Regions from separate parts of the Triticum aestivum genome. Here region 1 is linked to region 2. Evidence: chromatin contacts called from public Hi-C data. All regions are on one chromosome and are shown on one strand. Each heading gives the region's core, a stretch centred on a gene start, on an enhancer-like site or on the middle of the called end of the contact. The rest is flanking DNA. Distances are from core to core; before and after follow the strand shown.

Region 1 (3,217 bases), core at 261-2,760, 570 kb before region 2:
ATAGTTGACATATCCATAATATAAACAGAACCACTGGATCCTCCAGATCCAAGAGTAGCCACCATGTTTTACGATGTCAAGTAACCCAAGCTCATGTTCAATTACCAGGCAATAGTACAGAACATAAAATGCACAAGTCGAAACACATGTAATTATGACAACAGTAATATGCATAATAGAAGCAACAATTTGAGGATACAATGCTCGCTGAACTGATGAGTTGGTGCTGGCTGCATCATGAAAGTTGTGCCCGAACTTTTTTATGCAAGATATACTGGATGAGAAGTTTGAGAAAGCTGTTTCAGATGACCAGATATTTGCAAGTGGAGAATTCACTGCTGCTTTCTGCTTTCCCAAGGGAGTCCAAACAGGCTGAGGTAAAAACTCCATCTCATCCTCAAAATTCTCTAGAGCAGTTCCCAACCCAAATAATCTGCCAGATAAAAATATGTCATGCACCATGAAACACCAGTATGGTCATGCTTATACTCAAAGAGAACAACTGAATATCAAAGAATCCAACAAGTTTTAAACTTATAAAGCCATGCAAGTTCTGTCTTCAAGAAAAGAGAAATTGCTGTATTTGTGTTTTAGTAATTTCGTTTTCAATTCAAAATCCATTATTGCATAGCTTGTTAGCCGTTGGAATATGTTTGAGCAGAGAACGCATCGGCGGTATGGTATCAAGAATTCAGGAACCTCAACTGATGGTACATCTATACTCCCAACAATCAATTGTCAAGTTCTAAAGCTTTTTCACTACACGGACAGAAAATGAGTGCTTTGGCAAACCTCACCTGATTGAACCATTCGTGCTGCCGGTCGCTAATAGCTTGGACTCACGCAGCCCACTGGGAGTCTGAACCATGGCGTGCAGTTCCTCCAGTGCCTTATCAGCCACTAAGGTTGTGCCTTGGTACTTCCAAACCTACCAAGCAGCGCTATGGTATCAGCATATATTGCACGAAACGAAAGGGAAAGCTGCAGCAAAAGAGAAGCTCGGATCAGCACCATCGGCTGCGACGCCTGTGTGTACTGGCACTGCTGCTTGAAGGTGGACTTGTTGTTCTTGGAGAATATCACACCACCGCCGTACATCTCCCTGGCATGCAGCAGCTCGGACTGCCTCGCCCTTTTCCTGCGTGCTGTGGGAGGAGGCGAGGGCTCAGCGGGCGGCGGCGGAGGGCGAGGAGGGCGGGTGGCGGCGCCGGGGATGCGGCCCTTGGTGGGGAAGTAGCGGTTCTTCTCCGGGTCGTAGTACAACCCGGGCAGCTCTGCAGCCAATCAATCGCGTCGAGGTCAGGCGCAGCGCGACAAGTTGGCCGTTCGTGCGGAAGTAGGGGGGAGGAGTGCCTAGTAGAGAAAAAGAAAAGTACCAACCTTTGGGCGGCATGTCGCCGGCGTGGTGTTTGGAGTCAGCTGAGAGGCGGCAGGGGATGGACGGCGGTGGCGCGGAACAGGGATGGCGGTGTGCGGCGCGTTGTTGTCGACGGGAAGGGTGGACACCTGGTTCTTGTCTGGACTGGACCCAGACCGGACCGACAACGCGCGCCAATTGTGAAGCGGGCCAATTGTTGCGGCCCACCCACATTGATGGAATTTTTTTTGAGCAACCCACGTTGATAGATGGTGCTATTATCTATCTGATGTTTCTTCTTTGTGGCGCGTCCCTTGTGGTGCGTTTGCGAACCAGGCCAAATTTTCGTGAATTTAAACATGTTAATTAATTTGAAAATATTCCTAAATTAAAAAAGATCATAAATCAAAAAAATCGTGAACTTAAAAAATATGCATTTATAAAATGTTTGTAAATTAAAAACAGAAAGTAAAAAAATAAAAGAAAAACATAAGGTGAGAAAATCCAAAAGAAAATTAAAAATTCGCCGAAGAAAGGCAGAAAAGGAAAAGAAAGATGTTGGCTCCTTTTTCATCTATGTCAGCTTCATCGCTACTGACTCCTTCTGCCCTCGTCCACCGCCACAGTCAAGGCCGATAACATCTACGCTACCACCTCCACTATCACCATCATGACTCTCCACCCCAGCAAGTTCAGACAGCGAGGGGTTTGTACTTTTTTCTTTTGATATCCAATTTCATGCGGACAAATGAGAGAAAAAAAGAGTGATCAGGTGTAGGGGTGTTGCCCAAAGGCCGGAATTCAGATTCGGGATTACCGACGTCAATTCGACAACGAGCACTCCATTGTCATCGGATATTGCTATAAATAAGTTCAAAAAGGGTGTTGGGATTATGGTTCGTGATCGAGTACAATGCACGTTGAGAAATGAAAATCGGTATCGGATAATCATTGCCAACCGATCGTCAACGAGATCATGACGTACCTCCTTGTAGATCCAGAACACATAAAGGTTGTTCGGAGGGCAACTCTTCTTACCACTAGGAATATTTCCCTGGATGGAAGTCCACCTTGACGACGAAGTTCGTTTACCAGAATGCAACTCCCTTTCAATATTATTTTCAAATTCAGCCATGTGTGTGGGATGAATTTGTGCGGCAAAGACCACGCCGAAATTTAAAGAAAAGGTTAGAAACACAGAGAAATTGCCAAATTGAACAAGTACCCACATCATATGGGAACCGTTGGCACGCAGCAAGGCCAAGGTATGGTAGCAGGAGGATGAGGAGCTAGCGAGCGCCAACTTGTCCACAAAATTTTCGCATATCCATGACTCAAGAATAAGAGCTTGGGTAAGAGCAAGGGAGCCATCAACCACGCCATCGGGTATTACCGATGACCGTGATTGTGCGAACTCTAAAGCTGGTGAGGATGTTGATGGTGCTAACAAGCGGCCCGAGACAATATATGAGAAGCTCGTGATATGTCAACAAAACCCTCCCATAATGGATTTACAATATTTTCACTTGTACTTTTTCATCAAATGATATTTTCCCTTGTATGTTGAGAAAGATAAAGAAGCACAGGGTGGCCTCTTCATAAGAGAAGTGCTCTAGAAAGTACTGGGAAACCTTGAGCACTCCCGTCAAACGAGCAGAATAGGAGTTTTTTCTCCATGGAAATACGCAATCGTTCATCGGAAGAGAAGCGTGATCGCAAGAAAGCCAAGAAAAGGTTGGTGATGATGAAAAAAATTGTGACTCTTAAAGAGTCATTATTAAAAAGCCTACGAACAGAGTTTGGAATTGGTCAAGGATCAGCAGCACCAACACCGACTGCGCCAACGGTAGAAGGTTGGGT
Region 2 (2,921 bases), core at 127-2,626:
AGTCCATCTCGTGTCCGCATCGACGCAAATGAAGCTCAAATTTTGACCTGCAAAGGTCACCCGACGCGTAAAAAATAGACGCGCACATCTGTTTAAATCCTGTTGGGCCCATTTTTATGTATGTTCCAACCCAAACAAAAAATTGGTTCAATCTGGCTGCAACTCTTCGAAATCACTAATTAAGGAGTACTTCTTGCGGAGATCACTCCAACTCCCCCAGGTTGCGACAAGTGGCGTGCTACATGTGCGCCACTTGTTGCAACCTGGAAGTTTTCCTTTTTTTCGTAGATTCGTTTATTCAAAACGTTTTATCTCTTAAACCGTGCATCCAAATCTCGAACCGCTTTCGCCATTGGATTCCTCGCGTCGAGATCTTCAAAACTAGATCCCATGTTGATAGGTTTCGACGAACTTTTTTTTCAAAAAAAAACAGACAAAAAACCTAACCGGGAACACGGATTTTTTTCCCTTTCCGAAAGAGGCACGCCCGTGCCTCTGACGAAATCACAACCGTGCCTCTCGCGGAAGCAAAACTGTATCTCTCGCGGAAGAAAAAAAACAGAAAACTTGTTTTTTTCCTTTTCGAAAGAGGCATGCCCGTGCCTCTCGCGAAAGCACAACCGTGCCTCTTCCGGAAGCAAAACCGTGCCTCTCGCGAAAGAAAAAAAAAATAGAAAACACGTTTTTTTAAGAGGCACGCCCGTGCCTCTCGCAAAAGCACAACCGTGCCTCTCGCGGAAGCAAAACCTTGCCTCTCACGAAAGAAAGAAAAAACAAAAAACGCGTTTTTTTCCTTTCCGAAAGAGGCACGCCCGTGCCTCTCGCGAAAGCACAACCGTGCCTCTCACGGAAGCAAAACCGTGCCTCCCGCGAAAGAAAAAAAAAACAAAAAGCACGTTTTTTCTTCGTTTCCAAGAGGCACGGCCGTGCCTCTCGCAAAAGCACAACCGCGCCTCTCGCGAAAACAAAACCGTGACTCTCGCGAAAAAAATACGTTTTTTCCGCAAAAAAATTATTTTTTTCAAAAAGAAAAATTTGTCAAAAAGTTAGGAAAGACTGGTAGAAAACCAAAACGTAAAAAAAACAGGAAAACCCCCGTTTAAAAAGCCAAAAACGCGGGCGTAAAAAAATAAAATTCAGAGAAAGCGTTCAGAGCGCGACACGTGATAAATTGATTATGAGTGTGCCAAATGACACTGATCGTAGCGACGCTGTTGAAGGAGCGCTCGTTAATTAGTTGCTCCCGTAACTCTTGAAGTTGCCGGCCAGTGAGAGTCAGGGAGCAAAGATTTATAACATCAAATCATGCACGTCATATCATATGGCACCGATTGATGGATGGCAACCCGTGGGATCCGGAAGATATACTGAGGTTGACATCTCGGTTGATCCATCCTGTGGCGACTGTAAGGAACAGATAGTCTGACGTTACGCCGCTCTTACGGAACCCCACCGATGCAATCAGCATTTTCCATTACCTCCTAGCATGTAACTTAAATATACGTATGAGTATACTTCACATCCCACACGCATATGCAATACACAATGATATAACATTTCTTTTAAAATATATACACACCCCGCTTGAGACATTTATACACAAATACATATACAGAAGCGCTGCAGCGTATGTGTGCAGTTTTTTTAAATATAAAATACAAAAATATTTGTGGACACACAACGTTGATTGTGACTGTTGTGAACTACACTTACTGTATACAGCCTGTGACATTACATGCACATGCTTAATTGTACGGGCCTGGCATTTCTTACGCGGTGGCCTGGTCGGTCCGTACGTACCGTAGATGCGATCAAGGTACTACCTATAGCTCATTACGGCGCGTACGTACACGATGTAGCAGCAAACAGATAGGATCTGATGTATAGAATTATATAATCATATCACATACGGCGATTAATCATGGGTGTCAGTGCATGCAAGTACATATCCTTGCTAGCCACTGCAGCCAATTAGCACATCGCGCGTACGTACGTACGTACAAAGCAGCCGCGTAGTAGCAGTAGTAGATTAGACAATAGACATACGGCGCGCGTGCGAGCGTGCATGGAGTACGCACCACGTACGAGCCTGACTGACAGTTGCAGCTCCTTGGTTGATCTCTGCCCAAAATTTCAGGGCAAGGATCGTTCGATATGGCAGGCAAATCACCGCTAACATTTCGACTTTTACTGACCGGCTTCATGTTTAGGAATTTGACAGGCACCATGGAGATTTAATGGAGAAAGTTCATGACAAATTACCGACACATTTAATTACTAGACATTCCTTATTTATTTATTTATTGTTAATCAATATTATGATATACTTATAGTAGTGAATTGTACATGGTAGAGATATATGAGGTGACTACAGCGATTACAAAATAAAGTGTAAAAGAAACTAGCAAATCTTTGAGATTTTCAAACTTTTTCTTCATCCATGAAACAAATCTTGTACTTATCTGAAGTCAATCCTAGAAAATAACAAAGGTATCAAAACAAAGATCTGTAAATATTAATGATGGTTCTCCCGTAGTTTTAATTTAAGCCGCAATGCCAAGGCTACGATGCACACACGCAACCATTAAAGTAAGCAACCAACACCAGCAAGAATACCAACCGGTATTCTAGGGACAAAAACCAAACAACTAGGTTGACGAATCTGGGAGCCAAAAGTGTGAATCACCATTGTCGAGGATGTAGCCGCTCGGACAGATATTGGGAGCACAATCTTCCTCGCGGCAACCAAAAGAAAAAAAAATCCAAAATCGATCTGACGAAGCAAGATATGGAGGACATACCTAGATAAAGTAAATCTTCCAAACCATCATTGACATCGCTCGTCGAACGGAGAGCCGAAAATTATTCATTGTAGACGATGCAATCTCCAGCGAAAAAGAAGACGGCTACCAAAACCCTAA

The links. Hi-C and Micro-C count contacts between places; a contact is called where the count stands out from the background.
Region 1: a contact with region 2 is called in a Hi-C map of leaf, with 5 times the contacts expected there. The contact joins the promoter of LOC123045107 here to the enhancer-like site in region 2. A contact is called at or near these places in 2 of 5 Hi-C or Micro-C datasets (both in leaf).

The regions. Positions count from the first base shown.
Region 1 is chr2B:395,695,829-395,699,045 of IWGSC CS RefSeq v2.1, reverse strand. It overlaps LOC123045107 (DDB1- and CUL4-associated factor 4), which reads right to left and starts at 1,510. Exons shown (of 14, transcript XM_044468053.1): 1 at 1,381-1,510; 2 at 1,012-1,274; 3 at 798-928; 4 at 200-433; 5 at 1-33. The coding sequence starts at 1,393.
Region 2 is chr2B:395,129,431-395,132,351 of IWGSC CS RefSeq v2.1, reverse strand. No RefSeq gene overlaps it. Among protein-coding and RNA genes, the nearest start is that of LOC123045105, 90 kb to the left of the region's middle. Within about 2 kb of position 1,376, at least 1 of the 8 cell types and tissues checked has an H3K27ac peak or open chromatin away from gene starts, as enhancers often do. A contact at or near this core is called in leaf, where this site is marked.